2 separate regions of the Oryza sativa genome follow, and region 1 is linked to region 2. The links are chromatin contacts, called in public ChIA-PET maps. All regions are on one chromosome and are shown on one strand. The core of a region is the stretch at or near the end of the contact, and the rest is flanking DNA. Distances in the headings are between cores, read along the strand shown. Region 1 holds the start of LOC4323889 (putative clathrin assembly protein At2g01600). Region 2 holds the start of LOC4323884.

Region 1 (4,052 bases), core at 1,105-3,604, 49 kb after region 2:
CGGCCTCATCGTCGTCGGCGGCTTCGGGTGGGGGCGCCACACCACCGGCTTCTTGTCGCTCGTCCGCGGCGGGGGCGCCGCGCCGCCGGCTTCTCGTCGCTTGTTCGCTGGGCCGCGGCCGGACCGGAGTGGCGAGTGTCGACGACGACGAGGCATGCGAACTGGTGAGCGGTGCGGACCTCTTCATCGGTGGCGACATCAACGACGAGGGCGAGGTCGTCCGCGCATACCTCCTCCGCCTCCCCCGCCGGCCGCAGCCGCGCGCCGCCATCGCCGACGCCCGACGGCAGCGACTTGATGGCGGCGTCGTCGAGTCGATTTCCGCATGATGGCCGCAACCGCACGCCGCCATCGCCGACCACACTAGGGGGACGGGGAGGCCGGCGAGCCCGCGCGCCGCCACTCGGGAGCCACCGTCGCCGGCCGCACGCGTTGCCGCTCGTGCGAGAGCAGAGAGCGAGGGGGAGGAAGGAAGGAGAGAACAGAGAGAAGAGGGGGAAATAGAGTATGCGCTGATGTGGCAGCCTAACATGTGGGGCCCACGTGGGTCCCACGCTGAGTTAGCAGCCACATAGGATAAAACCGGGTTAAAACCACCGAGGGACCTATTATGACCGGTTTTGGTTAGTTGAGGGACACCGGATATCCGGTTTTGTGGTTGGGGGATAATTTTATAATTCGATGGCAAGTTGAGGGACCTTGGTGCACTTTTTCCATCACATGGATGGCGAGGGCGGAGAATTGATCTTTGGGGCCCTCGCTGAGGCGCACGTAGATCGTCAGGGCCTCTACCAGAATTCGTAGTTTGATTGGAGTTATAATAGCAAGACGCTGCATCGGGATAGCATACATGCGCACAATTTTCGGTCCAGAAGGAAGCAGATCCGTCAGATGCGCCTGACGCGGATCGCGTCGCGCCACTGGTGAAACCGTCGATGGCAAAGAAAAGAGTGTATAACAAAACGCACGGCAGAAGTTTGTCCACAGCGTAGGGCTTATTGGGCTCTCACAGGCTTCTGACTTGCTAAGTCCACTGAAATCCCAGGCCATCACCAAATACAGGGCCGGGATTTTGGCCCATTCCGAACGACGCATCGAGGGAACGGGCCGAATGCGTGTCAGTGTGTTTCTGTGCCATATGCAAGCGGACCAACTGCCGGTCGACTCCAACGCCAGCCGTCTGCTTCGTCCTCACATCCAAGTCCGGTGAGCGGTGGCGAGCCTGGGACCCGGCGAGACAACCCAGCTACCCCGACCGACTTGGAAAGGGAGAACGCAACCGTCCCCCGCATTCCCCTCCTCTTCAGAATCAGCAGCGAATCACTCTCCTCTCTCGTAGTCCCTGTCAATCCGACGCCGTGCATGCAGTTAAATCTTCCAAGCCACACGAATCCGCAGTTTTGTCACAGGTGAGACGTGCCTGTGAACTGGCACGGTGGCAACTCACCTCTCCCTACCTTTCTCTGGTACCAAACCTTTCCAAGGAAGAAACCAAGCTGCATGCTGCTGCGGTAGGACCACCGGTGTTAGGACACACTGGAGTTGTCAATCGTCTTTACAGCCAAACCACCACGCATTTTTCGTTCTGTACAGCATAAAATATGAATGACTTGTCTGTGCTGAGATTCTTTCTTCTATCATGCCTAGCGCATGCTCACGAGTCAAGCCATGCGCAGAAGAAAGGTTTAACCAAAGTTTTAAGGGTAATTTGGAAACATGTCATTATAACTTTGCAAAGTTTAAGATATGTCATTGGTATCTCAATGACATGTAGGACCTACATGAGTCAATGACATGTGAGTTAGAATGACATATCTCAAATTTTATAAAATTATAATGGCATGGTTCCAATTTTCCCAAATTTTTTAAACCGTAGCTTAATTGGGCCTTTTTGACAATGTTGGACCAGCCAACCTAAACACTTTCATGGAACTGCCTGGTAACCAAACCAGCTGCTACACTACCGCTTTTGATAGGAGCAGCAGCCGGCCTGAATTGACTCTAGCTTATTGCCTTCGAATTAGGCTTGAAAAATACTACTACTTAGTACTCTGTTACAGTCTAAAATATGAGATTCCACCAATTAATCAACAATCCAACAAACCAATCATCTGGACACGCTGTCTCAGGCGGCCATTGGAATTTTAAATTCGAGAAGTGATTCATTTTCTAATTTAAATCCGAGTATTTAAAAAGTTTCATCTCTCCTCGATTTAAAAGAAATCCTTTTTATAGCTTCTGCTCGTCAGGCTTTAGAAGGTGTGATGAAAAGTGCCAACGCGCCTTCACATTTGGCAATATCGGAAAAACGAAGCCTTCCTATTTATTTGCCGTTCCGTGCACCGAGCAATCTCGCGGACGCGTAGCCGGAAATCGAATCAGGCCGCAGGGCTGAGAGAAAAAAATAATCAGAAGCAAAGGGGGGAGAGAGAGAGAAAAAAAAAAGTCGAGGAGGCGGCAGCAGGCGGCGGCGAGCGAGCGAGCGGAGGAGGAGGAGGAGCAGAGAATGTCGGCGCTGCAGAGCTGGCGCAAGGCGTACGGCGCGCTCAAGGACACCACCACCGTCAGCCTCGCCAATCTCAACTCCGACTTCAAGGTCCGCGTCGAGCTTTTGCACCCTCCCCCAATCCAGTGGCGCAAACTGGTTCAGTTCATCCGATTTGCCGCAACCGACTGGGGGACGAGGAGTCCAGGAGGGGGAGGCGTTTGGATCTGTGTTGTACGCATCCATTGGGATTTATTTTAGTTTGCGATGTTTTTCTTTTCCCCTCTGTAGGATCTGGATGTGGCGATTGTGAAGGCCACGAACCACGTCGAGTGCCCGCCCAAGGAGCGCCACCTGCGAAGTACGTTGATTCGTCCTCACTACCAATCTGCCAATCTCCTATATCCTCGCTTGCGATTTTCTGCTTAATTTAGTTCAGTGTGTGTGGAATCAGATTTGAGAATTGAGATTGTTCGGTGGGATGGAGGGTACTTGCTGTTGGGGTTTTCCCCATTCTCTGTTGGGTTTGGTGTTTGATGGGTTGGTGGTTGTGTTGCAGAGATTGCAGCGGCGACGTCCATCGGTAGGCCTCGGGCGGATGTCGCCTACTGCATCCATGCTCTTGCTCGTCGCCTCGCCAAGACCCGGAATTGGATTGTAAGCACCGTGCACTCCTGTTGAGATTTTTCGTGTTTATGTTTTATGTTTGTATCTTTTATGCTTAGGTTGCGTTGAGCGCTTGCCATACTGTAGTCGAGTAACAGGCGGGTTGCAAAACTGAAATTTTTGCAGTATATAAATGTAGTCATTTATGTAACTGCCGCAGTGTAAGAAGTTAGGATACTGAGCTTGAGCTTTTTGTGGTTTAGCGGTGGTACAGTGGTGCTAATGTGGGCATCCAACCATCCAGGATAGTAGAATGTACATTTAAATTATGTTACCGCTTATGCCCTCGATATATCTCAAACTTGAAATATAACTTAACTCAATTGATTAACATTCTCTCTTCTCTATATCTGAGATGGTCTGCATTTTTCTGGTCTTTCTTGTTGATTTTGATAGCCTTTTGTTCACCATCCATGGTTTCTCTATTTTTCTGGTTGCCCTGAATCATGTTTTTCGATTCTGTGATGTTCTGTCTCATATTAAATGCTTGCTTTGATCTGGATCTTTTTTGGCTGATTTGGTGAAACTCAATGTGCTACTTCCTCCGTTTCACAATGTAAGTCATTCTAGCATTTTCCACATTCATATTGATGTTAATGAATCCAAATAGATATATATGTCTAGATTCATTAACATCAATATGAATGTGGGAAATGCTAGAATGACTTACATTGTGAAACGGAGGGAGTAAATCGGCTTGGTCCCAAACAAGTTTTTCTGATTTATGGTTTTCGTGCCACCACTTCAACAGCAGATCAGCAATACTTCAGACACTCTTCAGTGTTCTGTTCTATTTGCAAGTATTCGCTGGTCCACATCTGGAGCCAATTAATGTAACATTCATTTCATGCACTATGTAGGTTGCACTGAAGACACTTGTGGTGATCCACAGGCTTCTCCG
Region 2 (4,087 bases), core at 321-2,820:
TTGCAGAGACAATTATTTAGCTCCATTCATCCTTTACAAATATTAGCCTTAAATACAAAGTAGTACACCAAACAATTGTTATCAGTTTCTTAAAAAAAAACATTTTGCTCATGAAACCACCAATGGGGCTGAGAAAGTATTATATAATTGTTAGAAAAACTTGAGAGTTATAATACAGAAAATATCAAATTTCACAAATCCTGTATCAAACAATGTGTTTTTGTGTTAATACTTAATAGTACTATCAAGCTCCATGTAGTTATGTGAAATTTGTGAACCCGTAGTTTTCTGCTACAAAGGGCATGTACATGGGATTTACCAAAGAAAAAATATACTATATTGAAAAATAGTTCCCAACTTTGCTCCTTGTGTTGGGGCAAATATTATTTTATCAAATCATCAGTTTTGCACAAATCAACTGAAGGTATATCCTGTTCTATCGGTACCTCCGCCACACTACACTTGCTCTATTGCGACCCTAAGTGAACACTCAAATGCTTTGCCTAGACACAGACATAACAAAAACAACAACACTATAAGAAGATTAGAGCTACCTTATATCCTGCACTTTTTCTAAGTGCAATCAAATACTACCTAACCTAGGTGTCATTCACAAAGATAGTGATCAACCTTTTTCACATTATAGCACTAAGATAATCAAATACTAGAATCAAAGCTTCAAGGAAAATTAAGGATACTCACGAGTGGAAACAGCTTCTCGTTTGCCACCTCCCTCGCTACCGCCATGCCCAATTGGCACAATAAAACCATTCCGAATTCCATTCTTCTTGTGCAGGCTCTTCCTTACTGCTGCCCCCGCACCCTCCTTCCTCACCTGCCTCTCTTTCCCACTCTTCATCAAGCCTTGTAGCGGGAACACGCGCAAACCACCAGCCTCACCGAGGAGCAGCCTCCCCATGGCAACCTCCATGGCGTACACCGGCCGCGACGGCTCGAGCTCGACGACCGCGCACTTGTGCAGCTCCACCGTGCGCCCGTCCGCAGCCATCCCTGGGGCTAGCACCCAGATCTGCCCGGCGGAGAGGGACAGCAGAGCCACGGCGTTGACCCCGCCGGCGAGGCGGACGCCGAGGCCGAACGGGAGGCCGTGCAGGGGCAGCCCCGAGGCGGAGGCCTGGCGCTTGAAGGAGAGCGGGGCGGGCGAGAAGCGGCCGGAGGCGAGGGAGTAGGCGCGGAGGTGGGCCGCGGGGGAGGAAGGGGACGGGTGCGCGGAGAGGAAGAGGAGGTGGGAGGAGGGCAGCAGGAGCACGAAGCAGGCGGCAGCGGCGAGCGGGGAGGGGACGGCGGTGGCGGGGAGCGAGGCGGCGGGCGGCAGGGAGGGGAGGAGGCGCGCGGAGGAGTCCGGGAAGAGGAGCGCGAGCGCGCGGGTGGGGGAAGGGCGCGGCGCGAGGAGGAGCGAGGCGGGGGGCGAGGTCGCGGGCGGGAGAGGGAGGCGGTGGGCGGTGAGAGGAAGGCGAGGAGGAGACGGCGGCGGCGGCGGCGGAGGAGGAGGCGGAGGCGGCATGACCACCGCCGGTGTTTGAGGGGGAGTGGGTGGTGGCGCGGCGACCGGTCGGGGCGAAACGGGTCGAGACTTTTTTGTGTATTGTTTAGATCGGGCGATTAGGGAACGTGCCGGCCGCCCGGGTAATTGGTTCAACTTCTACAGCCTACGGAGTAGTAGAGGATTTACGAGTAGATGTTGAAGTAGATGACCGATTAGGATTTAGGAACATAACACTGTACAAAAATCTGTGGATGTTAAGTATTGTAATTTGCAAAAGATGTAGAATCAGAAAAGGTGTTCTATCAAAAGAAGTAAATCACATTCACATGGCATGAGCTTGGTAAGTGGGTGTTAAGTAGGTGTATTTATTGTAATAACTTAAAACCAAGCATATCGGTGCATCGAAATGTCGATGGGTGTATTTTTGGTCACATCGGCAGGGAACATCATTTTCTGTTATTTACCACAAAATCTCCATTTTTACCTTTTTTTTTTAGAATTACGCAATATAACCTAGAGACTCACAACGCACGTACATTCACTCCTAAACGCACGCAACCTAAACGCACGCACGTAAGCGCTACCCCTATGAGTATCTTCGAAGACTTGGCCGACAAATCCTGGAGATTGACCTACCACTGAAAGCACGATGCCGTTAAATCCTAGGAAATTTGCTCCCATGAGGAGTTAAACCCAAGACCTAAGGTGCTACCCATGACCATATGAATTTCATAGGATTCGAAAAGCTTCAATCCTTTGAATTAAAGGGCCAAATAAAAAAATCATATAGAAAGAATCCTAGAAAATTTTTACATAAATCTTTTGATTTAAAGGGCCCTTATTTCTGGTTCAATTGTTAACTCATAGTTAGTATCACTGTCGATGGAACTATGGGAGGCATGTAATCTCTTGATCTATGCATTAAATAACTCGTATTAATACTGTCAGTTAAACAACAAAGGCCGGTGGTGTCCTTTGCTCAAATTGTAGCTCGACCCCAAACGGCTGACAGTGGCGTCGAGAAGCACACGTTAATAAACATCTTTGAGCTAGCCTGTCAAATCTGAAATCAATATGATTCGCCTAATTTCGGAGTTCAATCACGCAAAAGCTGGAATACGGTTCACATGCTTCGATTTAGATAATTGGACAAACTATCGTCTCGGATTATCTACTTTATTATACCATTATCTACTTTACTATACGCACAGGGGCGCTGAAGGGATAGCGTGGTGGTCCAACAACGGTCGTTGGGCAGGACAGTTGTGTAGGGATTTGATTGGGAATCACTGGCGAAAGCCTTGCTAGGGCATGGGCCGGTATGACAACGACGGCACCATTAGGCGTCGTTTCCCTCCTTGGAGGTGTCGTTTTGGCGTTGACTTCTCTTAGCACCAAGAACCTTCCGCGTGCAACGGTAGCCATTGGTGGGCTCCTGCAATGCCTTTGAAGCTCTACAAGCCTAGTGTGTTTGACGAGGCCTTTGCCGCCTTGGTTTCATTTCTTGCTTTGTGGCAGGTATTCATCATCCTTGTTTGGTTACTACTGGGTAGAGTCGGAGCTGCTTTGCTGTAGGGGTGCGACGAAACTTGGCAACGATGACACACACCGCGATCTCCTTATAGGGTTGTTGATGCTAACTGTGTGTAGGAATTTGGGCTGATGTCCTTCATGGGTGTCGTTTTTGTTTGTTTATTTGGCGTTGGGGTAGCATTGCAGTGAAGTCGAAACTGATGTGTCGCTTGGGTGGTAAGCTTGGCAATGATAACATGTGTGGGTTGCCGTGTCGCCTCTATGGCAAGCTTGACCGATGTCTTATGTTGGGCTCCGTCATGGTAGTGTAAGTTAGGTTAGCTATTGATGTGGTGTTGTAGTTGTAGTTTTCGCTCAGTTTTTCCTAATTAACTAGACACTGTAAGGTTTGGTCCTGTTTTCTCCTTAAAATGGAACACCTTCTTCTTAATATAAAACGTCGGCAACGGCCTGACCGTTCGAAAAGGAATAAATCAAATACTTTTGAAAATAAATTTAACCAATAGCTTAAAAATGAATAAATGTATTTTTTGAAGTAGGAGTAAACAATTATATGAATAAGTTGAATAAGCTCTTTAGTAATGGATTAACCTGAGAGTTGCGAATTCATGATAAATAGAAGGAAGGAAACAAATATACTATGTGGATAAAATGAAATAGAAGAATATGACTACTATCTCACACACTCGGAGACTATCTATAAATCCTTGGCATATTTCAAAAGTACCAAAATGCCATTATCTCACTACTTCTCCTTTTTTCCCATATAAATGGTTGAACAAGATATTTAACCATACAAAAATTATAAAATTAAATGAAATAAATTTATGATTCTTAATTTTTGAAAAAAAATACATGAAAAAAATTCAAACTGATAAAAGTCATATATAACAACAAAATTAAAGTCAAAAGAAGTAAAATTACACAATCCATACGGAGTACAACTTTTTTTTTTGTTACTTTACGTAGTACTACAGATTTAGGCTTAGGAAAGTGTGATTTTACGATGTGAATTACACTTTGGCAATCTTTTATTACCGAAATTTA

What was found. ChIA-PET counts read pairs in DNA pulled down with a chosen protein or histone mark.
Region 1: a contact with region 2 is called in an RNA polymerase II ChIA-PET map of leaf, with 6 times the contacts expected there. The contact joins the promoter of LOC4323889 here to the promoter of LOC4323884 in region 2. A contact is called at or near these places in 1 of 15 Hi-C or Micro-C datasets (an unstated tissue) and 1 of 4 datasets of contacts at active chromatin or transcription factors (leaf).

Annotation. Positions count from the first base shown.
Region 1 is chr1:29,314,814-29,318,865 of ASM3414082v1, forward strand. LOC4323889 (putative clathrin assembly protein At2g01600) reads left to right here and starts at 2,355. Exons shown (of 15, transcript XM_015766518.2): 1 at 2,355-2,596; 2 at 2,777-2,846; 3 at 3,045-3,142; 4 at 4,012-4,052. The coding sequence starts at 2,507.
Region 2 is chr1:29,266,589-29,270,675 of ASM3414082v1, forward strand. It overlaps LOC4323884, which reads right to left and starts at 1,571. Exons shown (of 7, transcript XM_066306483.1): 1 at 703-1,571. The coding sequence starts at 1,525.